Linked DNA regions of Mus musculus: region 1 is linked to region 2. A link is a contact called in public HiChIP or PLAC-seq data. All regions are on one chromosome and are shown on one strand. Each heading gives the region's core, a stretch centred on a gene start, on an enhancer-like site or on the middle of the called end of the contact. The rest is flanking DNA. Distances are from core to core; before and after follow the strand shown. Region 1 has its middle 38 kb from the start of Gm40419. Region 2 holds the start of 3110039M20Rik (RIKEN cDNA 3110039M20 gene).

The links. HiChIP or PLAC-seq counts read pairs in DNA pulled down with a chosen protein or histone mark.
Region 1: a contact with region 2 is called in a FOXA1 HiChIP or PLAC-seq map of pancreatic cancer cells, with 19 times the contacts expected there. The contact joins the enhancer-like site here to the promoter of 3110039M20Rik in region 2. A contact is called at or near these places in 7 of 39 promoter capture datasets (the 3T3-L1 cell line, the HPC-7 cell line, embryonic stem cells and 2 more), 11 of 115 datasets of contacts at active chromatin or transcription factors (the NIH/3T3 cell line, SST interneurons, craniofacial prominence and 8 more) and 2 of 9 other capture datasets (embryonic stem cells and pancreatic islet).

What each region holds. Positions count from the first base shown.
Region 1 is chr12:50,158,132-50,163,624 of GRCm38.p6, forward strand. No RefSeq gene overlaps it. Among named protein-coding and RNA genes, the nearest start is that of Gm40419, 38 kb to the left of the region's middle. Within about 2 kb of position 2,665, at least 1 of the 459 cell types and tissues checked has an H3K27ac peak or open chromatin away from gene starts, as enhancers often do. A contact at or near this core is called in pancreatic cancer cells, where this site is marked.
Region 2 is chr12:49,387,477-49,392,788 of GRCm38.p6, forward strand. 3110039M20Rik (RIKEN cDNA 3110039M20 gene) reads left to right here and starts at 2,176. Exons shown (of 3, transcript NR_026733.1): 1 at 2,176-2,463; 2 at 2,927-2,994.

The DNA.
Region 1 (5,493 bases), core at 1,415-3,914, 770 kb after region 2:
AAAAATAAATCATGTATCATAAAAGTAAAAATGGCCAGTTTAGACTCAGGAAGAACACAGAGAGCATTGCAAATTTGTAGCAGAGTGAATCCAGGAACGAAAATTTTAATTAGATGGCAGCAACAGTAAGGTGACAGGACCGAGAACAGGTAAATCATCCAGGAATAGCAGTGCGCCGAGCAGAGCCAGCTGGTGCGGTGCTGCCTCAGTGTCAGGGAACTGAGCTGCATCTCGAAATGGGGACTGTGCAGACAGTCTGTTGCACAGCTGTTCTTGCTCGGAAACACGCAGCCAGGTCTGTTAGTGGTATCACTCTGCAGGTACTACAATGACAGTCAAGTTTCTAGGAAGGACTAGGTGTCTTGGGAGATGAAAAATAGAGCGTCATTAGAAATACAAAAAAAAAAATGTAAGGAAGGAAAAAAAGTATTTAAACCCCTCTCCTTTCCCCTTCCTGTCTTCATTTAGTGCGTTATGCTATCAATTGAGTTACTTAGTCGGAACTATAATTATCCTATCAGACTTACCATTCTTGAAAGAATCTGGACCAAAGACAATCAGCAAAAAGTTGTTGATGCTATTTTTAATGTTGAGTTTGATCACAAATGAATCCTGGGAGTTCAGTTTATAATTAAAATCACAGCAATGTGGGTAAATGCACTGCTCAAGATGGAGGCTTTCGTAACCTTTCTCTTCTTTCCCTTTATTGACATTTTTTGTTCATGGTTTAAATTCCTGTTTCTGTTGTTGAGACTCGGCTCCAATGATAATAAAAATAATTATTTTCTCCAAGGTGAAAATAAGGGGACTAAAATAGAACAAACAAGATAAAATGATCACTAGATGACAGAGCTATATCCTTAAGGGCATTTGCTTTGTATGGTGAGAGATGGCAAGAGGAAGACATAACTGTTTGATTATGTGATGCTAATAAATGCTAACATTTGTAAACTATCACTATGTAATCCTTTTCTACAAGGATTTGTGTTAATATCTCCATGGTTGTGATTAAATGGCAGGAGACATCTCTTAAGGGAAGGAAGATTTAAGTGGACTGATGAATTCAGAGTTACTGCTGGTGGTCAATTAACTGTGTGTTCCTGACATCTGTTCAGAGGCACAGAGGTCACTTCAAAGAATCTCTGTTGTGGGAGGCCACTGAAAGTTTTATGAAGTCAATGACTTCCTGAATTTGAGTTTTGAAAAGAGATCAGGGATGGAAGGCAGGTAGGCATTTTCACCTGATAAACAGTAACATGTCCTACTTAATTTCAATTGTCAGCTTGACTGGAATAAGAAATATCTTGAGGATTACGTCTACTTTTATGTGGGTTTATGATATCTTCTCCAGAGATGATTAATTGATGGTGGGAAATTCATCAAGAACATAGGCAGCATTCTTAATATTGAACTGAATAAGAAGGAAGAAACTCTGACAGCAAAGCCATTCAGTCTCTGTTCCCTGTTCTACCCAGATGTCTTCTACGGTTCGATATGTAAATCCTTGCCCCTCTCCCCCCGCCAAATCTGTGATCACTTTAATATAGGTTAGCATGCTAGACTGAAAACTTCACTTATTTTCCTTTCAAATTAGTAATGTTCATATCAGAAGTGTATTTAAAGGAGAATAATTATCAGGTTTAATATGGAGTTAGAAAATAAATGAGCTAAATACCTAATAAAAAATGGAAAAAAAAGAAAATAAAATGAGGAAAGTTACAGAATTCTCAATGTGTAACATATAAACAAACCTTCATTTACATAAACTTATTAATTGACTATTAATTTCATGTGACTTTGAAAATTAACTTCATTTTTAGTAAGGAGAGATTCTAGAATAAGATATTTTCTCCTTGATACATTTTCTCCTTGAGATATTTTATGCATAACATAACTATGTGTATATTTTACACTCTAGAAAATAATAAAAACACGTATTTCTACCCATCTTCCATAGTTTCTAAAGGCAAAACATGTTTATTTATTGTTTTATATTATTTCTTCTGTTTTGTTTTAAGTTTGCCAAGGCAAACTGATTGCAGTCTATGATGGTTAATCTTTTTATTTTATTTTATCTTATGTTAGAAATACCTAGGAGATACACTACTGGGTACCTGAAGTTTAAGAGTAAACTTTCCTAAACATGAGCTGGGCTCCCAGACTGAAATAAAGAGTAAAGGGATGAAAATATCTTATGAGCTGCCGTATTCTTCTCTCTTTAGCCCAAGATACACAATATGACCTCCCATCTCTTACTTCCACTTTCATATTTTTCTGTCACAGTAACTCAGTCAAGAGGAATCATTCTTCTTTTAAGTTGTTGCTGTTGCATTTTTTAATAATAAGAGGCACATACAACTATGACAAAGGAAATATATCTGATAGTAATCATGATCTAGGTGTTTGTGGTTTATTTGAAGATTTGGGAACTTACTAGAAGAGACCTCATCTCAGTGGAACAGAATGGTGAGAAGCCAAAGAGAGATCCAATAGTTTAAGGCTAGTATTTGAGAGTTGTGTGCCAAATTGCTCATAATCCTCCTGTACTCAAGGAGAAATTTAATAACTTGACTACAATGACTGTGAATCACTAGAGACACAGTGTGGCTTGTGCAGAACCTCACAGAGAACTGGCAGAAAGGTCTTAAAGTTGCTCTGTCCAGCCACATTTACAGTCATCGGAAGATGAGTTGTAGTGATGTCAGATGAACTGCAAGCCTCCCCTCAAGTCCCTTCCTAGGTTAACAATGAAAAGACAAAAGACAAGTGCCTGGGTGCCACGTGACATGAGGTGCTGCTTACTGCTCTGACACAAAGGTGCCATACAGTGTGATTTCTCCACTGTGGTCAGCTCTGGTTTGTACCTGATCAAACCAGCTTAGGAATTCAATTGGAATCATTGTTTCCCTTAATTTCTCTATAAAATCATGCTGCATTTAGTATGTCTCCTTTTGTACATGCCCCATGAGCCAAACTTTACACTAACAAATTTAGAAAGTAAGTTAATGAGTCAACATCAAAGAAAACAAGAATATGAACACTGCTTAAGTTCCTCTGAATGAGCAAAAGCCTAGGTCTGGTGTATAAACTTAAATGAGAACATCATGTGGATATTAGAATGACTGCTAACTGAATCATTAAGGAAAGCAAAGAAAATTTAACTTACATCATTGAAATTGTATAGGTTTTCAACCTCAAACAAAGATAAGGGAGCTAGTTCACCACAAACTTCTGTCAATCTTAAGAACAAAATATTTTTGGAGTGGGAGGAAGAGATAGATAAGTTTTACCCTCTCTCATTTCACTCAAACTGCCCTGGGCCTGGTTGTTCTCATAACTGGAGAGTAAGAAGTGTGAAATGACACAAAAGGCTTTCATTTTCCATTAGCATCTGCTCCGCTGTCTACAGATATCTTGAAAGTCTGTTTCAGATACCAGAAGTGTTCAACCTAGAACCTCATTTACAAATGAAAAGATAACCAGGAACTGGCAGGCTCTTGAGAAAATCCACCAGCAAGACAGAAACTAAAGTGGTCACAAAAATAAATGTAAATCTCACTCCTCCCAGAATGCACTGTTCTGGATGGGACAATGATGCATCTTTTTAAAAAAAATTAAAAAAAAGATAGATAAGAGAATATTATATTTATGTTTAAACTAAAGATAAGCTTATTATGTGAGTATGGATTTGATTCTGGGAGCAATAGATAACAACAAGATAATAGACAAATGGCAAAACTTAAAGCACTCATTAAGAAAGTAAAATAAATAAAAATGGTCAAGTCTTGAAGGAATAGGTTATTAATGTATCTTTATGAATTACAAAAGGACACTAAAGATAGAAGGAAACCTTCAAAGTCATTATATACAATTTTGTGACTCTTCAACTAAAATAAGTAAGTGATGTGCACACAGGTAAGTTTCATTGTCATAAGTGTTTATAAGCCAGTATTATCAAATTCATAAAAGCAATATGTAAAGGAAAAATATATATTGTGAAAAGTGGAGTTTCTCCCAACAGTCCAAGAAGGTCTCAATTTCAGGAACCCTAGTATTGTGGTTTTTAGAGGTTAAAGGAGAAGAGTGTGTTACATAATTCATACAGAAAGTTGTTTCATGAAGTTTAACACTCAAAATAAGTATGCCATAAATAAAGGATATATCATCATTGAGTAATAGGTATGAAATATTTATATGTCTGAAAGATTTACACATTTGCACATCTATTTTAGAGACAATTCCATTCAAGAACTGATCAAGAATCCTGGAATACTATTGCTAAGTTTAGAAAAATAAGTAACGGTGTGAATTGGAAAGTTGGTGGAAGAGCTGACACATAGTACAATACTATTGGGCAGTAAACTTCAAATATGTACAGATGTGCAGGATCATTGAACAAGGAAATATATTGGTGGGGGAGGTCTGGCAGAAACCAAACACAATTCAATGGCTAGCAGAGTGAGGGCAGAAATATTGTCTATTCAGAAGTCCTGGGAGATTTTTCTCTGTTTTTTTTTTTTTTTTTTTTTTTTTTTTTTTTTTTTTTACATTACTATACTATCAGTTATCAGAGTACATACCAACATGTAGCCTGCCAAGAGAGTGCAACTGGTACCAATTTTATGACACAATGCTGTCCACTATCCCACCATGGTTTCTCAGCTTGAAGCACCGATTACGTTACAGAAGCACAACATGAGGCACGTTATCATCAATGCACAACACTGTCTTCTAAGTCACCAGAACAGCTAGCAAGAAGATACTTCAATGAATAAAGGCATTCACGAAGCAAAGAGATTTGTTGAAATGTTATTGATTTCAACTTAAGTATTTCTAACTATTCATGACATTATTATATGTACATGACATTGTATACAATAAACTCACGAGTTTTCTTTAGCCCAGGTGGGAAAAAAAGTAATTTTGAAGAAACAGAGTCAACGACTTGACAGTTTCTAGTCAAGTAAATTAAAGTTTTAGAACTTCCAAATCTATGTTGAGAGGAGTCACTCTGATGTTTTAACTGTACTTATCAACATTTTATTATAAAATATAAACATCTAAATAGATCACTTATTACTTAGCATTATCAATTTTGGATCATAAAATTACATAGTGTGTGAACTATCAACTCTCATATATTTTATAGAATGCTGATAAGAAAAGTTTTGCAGAACAATGACATTATTTGCCTCATTTTGTGCCAATATCTCACTAGTAGACTAGTATGTATTTAACTGCTATCAAACATACACAATATGTCATTACTATGCGATGCGAATGAGTGGAGAGGGGGCTAAGCATCAGTTCACTCATTAATTTATATAACACCACACTTAATTAATTCATACATTGCTACATTTTATATTGTTTTTATTTGTTATTAACAAATATGTTAAAAGTAAACTATCAGAAAGTTTTGCAAGAGTAGTCGCGGAAATCCCTAACAGTGAGGTGATGTAACCTGAAAAGACCATGTCCTGTAGATAGACA
Region 2 (5,312 bases), core at 926-3,425:
TGAGTTGGATTATAGAGTTACTGAAGTGATCACCTGTTGTAATGATTTATAGACGGATGTTGATATTTATATTTTTAATTACATCAATTTAAAAGTCTAGTTATTCACAGTAAAATAGCCCTATCTCCCCCTCCATTTTTACATCATAGAGGTACTTGTTTGATTAGCTTTTTAATATATTTGTATAATTTAATTTACAGATGTGTTTCTTTTGCTTATACAGAACAAATTTTTGGTTTTAACTACAATATGCATATATATGAGATATATTAAGTGTATACATATGCATACATATGAAAATGAAAACTTTTCCAAATTGTCTCAAATAGCCCACTCACTATAATTCCAGAAAATAATTAGAAAACCTGAGTTAAAGGTTTAGTAATTAATTGGATCCTGTGGTGATTCTGTGGAAGGCAAGTTGTTCATTTGTTACATTTGTATAGTCTGAAATGTGTTCTGCAGTAATGCAATAAGCTGGCCACTTTTTACAATGGGTCCAGTGAAAAATAATCTGTCCCTAAGATGTTATCAGCAAACACTTAGAGAGTTGCTCAGGGGAAGAGGGGCAGTGAACCCAGTAGAGAAGCAGGTTGGCTAAAATTGATTTTAAATTTAGAATAGCTGATGTTGGGAAATGGGGATGGCTGGGTTGTGAATTGGAGAAAGGAAGAAGGGAGAAGGGGAGAAAGCGGGGAAGAGGGGAGAGAGATCTTATGAAATTTTAAAAAGCTGGAATCAAATTGAACAGAGAGAGATGGGCAAAATAGACTAGTTTGATTATCTCCATCTTAATGTGAGAATAGATTTTGCTTAGATATAAGTCTTTTTTTTTAATCTAACAGTTTTTTAAAAGTGAATCACACACACACACACACACAGACACACACACACAAGTAAGGGGGGAGGCAGGGAATGTGGGCTTAGGCAAAGAAATCTTCATTGCATAGCTGAGAGACAAACAGGGAAAGGCCTACATTTAGATTGGAGGAAAAATAGGATGACTATTGCTTGCTTCTGCTATGGGCTTTATTTATGGAATAAGTATGTACTACCACGGAGGAAACACAGTATTAACTATCAAAAGTTGAAAGGAAAGCTGAATTCACATAGTAAAACTAATAGATCTAGATATTTAAGAAACATTTCGTTGGTGAGTGTTTGCTCTCTGGACAGCATAAATGAACACTCCATACTTATTTATAATTTTATAAAATGTTTATTTAAAATATAGAGAAATATAATTTCAATGGCAATATTTTTTGTACTTTCAAGTCCATAATGAAGTTGACTTTTTGTATTTATGGAACTAGATATTGGAGTACAAGTGTGCTTTAGCCCATGTCTAATTTACTAATATAGACGATGTGATTGGAAGTTTGTTTATTAGGCTTCCTAGACATAAGCAAGAATGAGTGTATATATATATATATATATATATAATTTGGTAGAGGCCTTTTTGAAGCCCAGTCTATGAACATATTTTATTTCATTAATTTTTATATGATTGACCCTCCCTCAGGATATCCTCTTTTAAAAATGACAATTTGCTATAGTATTGATACATTTAATTTTGCTTCAGACCTGTTACAGTGTTTTACTGTGTATTGTCACCAACTTTTTGCTGATTGCAGTAAGTTCAGTGCAGACAAACACTTCTAAAACTCTTTGGAGATTATTTTTGCGTAGACTTATATTGCTTAAAATGAAGTAAAGACTGACCTTTTTGAAAATGATCACGATTTAAAAATTAAAACTCCAAATTGTAATATTACAGATTTAGTATTTCAATTGACATAATTGGAAGTTAATGAAACTGTTAGTACATAAACACAAGGAAATGATTTAAAATGCAACAGACAGGGAATTTCTTCCAAATATTTTTTTCTGTAATTGCAATACTGGAAATCAAGTTAGTCTAAAACTGTTCTGTACAAGTGTCCTGATGATAGTGAAGGTAGTCTTCCCGTGTCTTCTATGGCTGGAATCATAGCAAGAGCAGAAAGGAAAAAAAATCTGTCCTGAAGTGTATTGATTATAATATGTATTCAAGTTGGTACATATTTCACCCCAAAGAGATGGGCACATAAAATATATTAGAAGTCTATATAAAATTTTGATTTTTACAACATGTATTTTCTACTTTGTCATTGAGGATTTTGCATGCATTGAAATAATTTTAATTTTGATAAATTAATTTTGTGAGTAGCTAATATAGTTGGTTCTTTTTAAGGCTAAAAGCCTGTTGGAGAATTAGGTTAACAAACGGTGACGGTGAAGATCATTGCAGGTTTCAGTGCTGGCTGAGATGGGTTGCTGAGGTTGTGTAACTGTGTCTAGAGGGGCGGGGTTCCTGTACATTCCTACTTCAGCAGATAACCCTGTCCCCAGCCATACTCCAGCTTCTCCCAGACAGACGGAAATCTCCAGAGGAAAATCTGCACAGCCCTTCTAAGAAGCAGGGTAGGTAAACATTGAGTTTTAAAATTTCCCCTCATTATACTTCTACTCAAGGCCGGATCCTGAAGTTACAAAAAGAGTAGTGGTCATCTAAATTCTCTTTAGCAACAATATGACTGAGTTCTTCCTACTGTAAGAGTTAAAGGGTGTTAGCGATCTTCCAGATAGCTGGAAAATCCATTTTCGATTTTTCTTTTGCTTCCAATTTCCCTCTTTTCTCTCACCCCAATTGCCCTGCTTTACCATTCCTCCAGGAACTCCTCCCCTAAGCTCCAATAGTTAAAACCAAGCTATCTTTTAGTTTCCAGCTCCTAAATTGGCCCTTTCCCCCACTCAGTTCTTGAAGACTTTGTCCAGGAAATGTAGGCCCAGGGGCGCTGGGCTGCGGAATATATGACGTAGTGTTATGTTTTGTCTTCCTCCCTCCCTCCCGATTTGGTGCCCCCACCCCACCCCCCAATCCAAGGTTCTGCTCGATGTTATCGGAAGGCTGCTGAGGACTTGAGAACTGTGAACACTCTCACCAGGAGATCGGTAAGTGAAAGTCTCCCTGCCGCACGTGGTGGTGGGTGGTTAGCGTGTCCCACAGGCTACTGTGGATGTACCCTTAAATCTAGACTCTTGGAGGCTTAAGTGTTCTTTTTTCCCACTTGGAAATTGTTCCAAGCGAGTAGATTCTCACAGCCATAGGTGGATGAATGCGTGATTTGTCCACGTGGGCAGAAATCATGGTGGCTGCCTAGGTAAAGAGGATTTAGATATTTCAAAGAAGGAAAAAAAGAAGATAAATTTATATGGAGAAGGCAATGGGATACTCTAGTATGTACAGAAGTGTAAGGTATTTCGTTTAATGGAGAAATTTCTGAATTTCATGGCTGCTTCAGAGAACAAGGAAATTTAATGTTCAAACCTGGGATCGTTGGCATAAAGACTTTTTTTTAATATCATTAAGAACCAATCTCTCTCTCTCTCTCTCTCTCTCTCTCTCTCTCTCTCTCTCTCTCTCTCTCTCTCTCTCTCCCTCTCTCTCTCTCTCATGCTTTCTTTTCTACTTTCACACTGGCATTGCCAGCCTCACCCAGTGCGGGCCCTCTTTCCTCAGTTCCTTTGGCTGCGACAAGCTATGGTCTCTACAGGACTAAGCGGATCTGGTGCAGGTCGAGTTCAGAGCCACTTGAGAGAAGGAGACTTCTTGGTCTCACAGAGGAGGAAAAAAAAATCGAGGGAAATGAGCACCGTTCTGGGCTTGACTTTGTCCCTGTTGGGAATAGCTCAGTTCCCGGCTTTGGAAATCTCAGGAAAATAATTGATTTTTAATGCACACTTAGGAGCCAGCGTTGTATGCTCCAGAGTCTGGCTGTCCCACGGTGGCTGCGAGCGCGCCAGACTCTGGCTGACTCCTCCCGAAGCTCCGGAGAGAGGCCGGGCTGCGGTGTCGGGATGGCCTGCCCTGGGACTATGGACTCGGACTGGCTTTGTCGAGGGCGCTGGGCTGGACTCCAAGTAGAGCGGCAGGACTCGGTCCGGAGTTGAGGTCTCGGGTTAGGGACTAACAACAGAACATGCTATTAGAACATGGACCAGGCAGTAGAGCTAGCTGGGGCTGCTCGGCTGCAAGGCCTGTTCTGGGCCCGCGTTCAGATAGCACTTGCGGGCCTCCCTGCCCAATGAGCCGCGCTGCTGGCGAGCAGCAACGCGAGGGCGCTCTAGCCCAGGACACCGCCGCCGCTTGGGGAACTGGTTTCCCAGAGCTGCGGACGCAGGCTCCCCTACCTTACCCTTCCTTCTTAGCCGTCTAAGATCCTTTCCCTACTTCTAAGAAGCTGTTAGTTAGTCTTTGTTTATGGGGTGCAGTTTCAGATCTCAGCACTCACCCGGTAGTTGGTAAAACTGATTTTTCAATAGTCTATCTCCTTCTGGTTTATTGCCCTCGCCTCTGTTATTCGGGTAGGAAATTTCCTGAACGCTAGGAGCAGCATGGAGTTAGGGAGACAAAAGCGGGCTGGGAAGCAGATTACCGCGGAAGCGCGGAGAATCGCTAGGAATCATCTTCCTTTTGGAAGAATTGAAGGGAAGAGATGAGAAATGCAGCGGGATGCTTCCACCTGCACCTCCCTCTTATAACAGTCAAGCATAGTTGTTAAGCTTCCACATCGCTGCTGCATCCTGGCCCTTTAGCAAAACTTAAAATAGGCGGAAATCCCGAGACCGTGATCTGAGAAGATACTTAAGATAATAACAAATAACTCAGAATTCTGCATGTAAGTCTGTAAGGAGAGATGGAATGGCCTACATCTTTTCCGGGTTTGTGGCCTAGAGCATTTCAGAGTCTTTGACATTGCGGAAAAGCCCTCACAGGAGGAAAGAGCATATAGCTCTTGGCGAAATTTGCAAACTTCGGGTGGCTACTAAAGAGCATGTTCAATAACTACACGTTTGGATATTCATTTTCCGGCTAAAGTTGAATTCTCCTATATTTATAGAATCCCGGGTTGAAATAGACACCTTCGTTTTCGTTCCTCCTCCTCATTTCCTGTTATTGCTTCCCTCTTTGTGTGCTTTAAGGAGCAAAGGTATCTTCCTGCTTAGGCAGATACTGTTTGTTTGTTTGTTTTAATTTGATTGAATAGGAAGACTGAAAACTGTAATGGGGTTAGAGCGAATTGTCTCTCGGTTGGTTCTTTCATTTTCTCATGACTCTGAAATTTAATGACCTAATCATTGTTGTTTGAAGTTAAATTATCTGTTAAATTAGCCCTAAACAATAACTGATGATATTTTTCCTTTGGGTCTGGTTGCCCCTGAATTCTTGGCTCTAGACGGGTATGGCAGGAGTCAAGAAAAATCCTTGA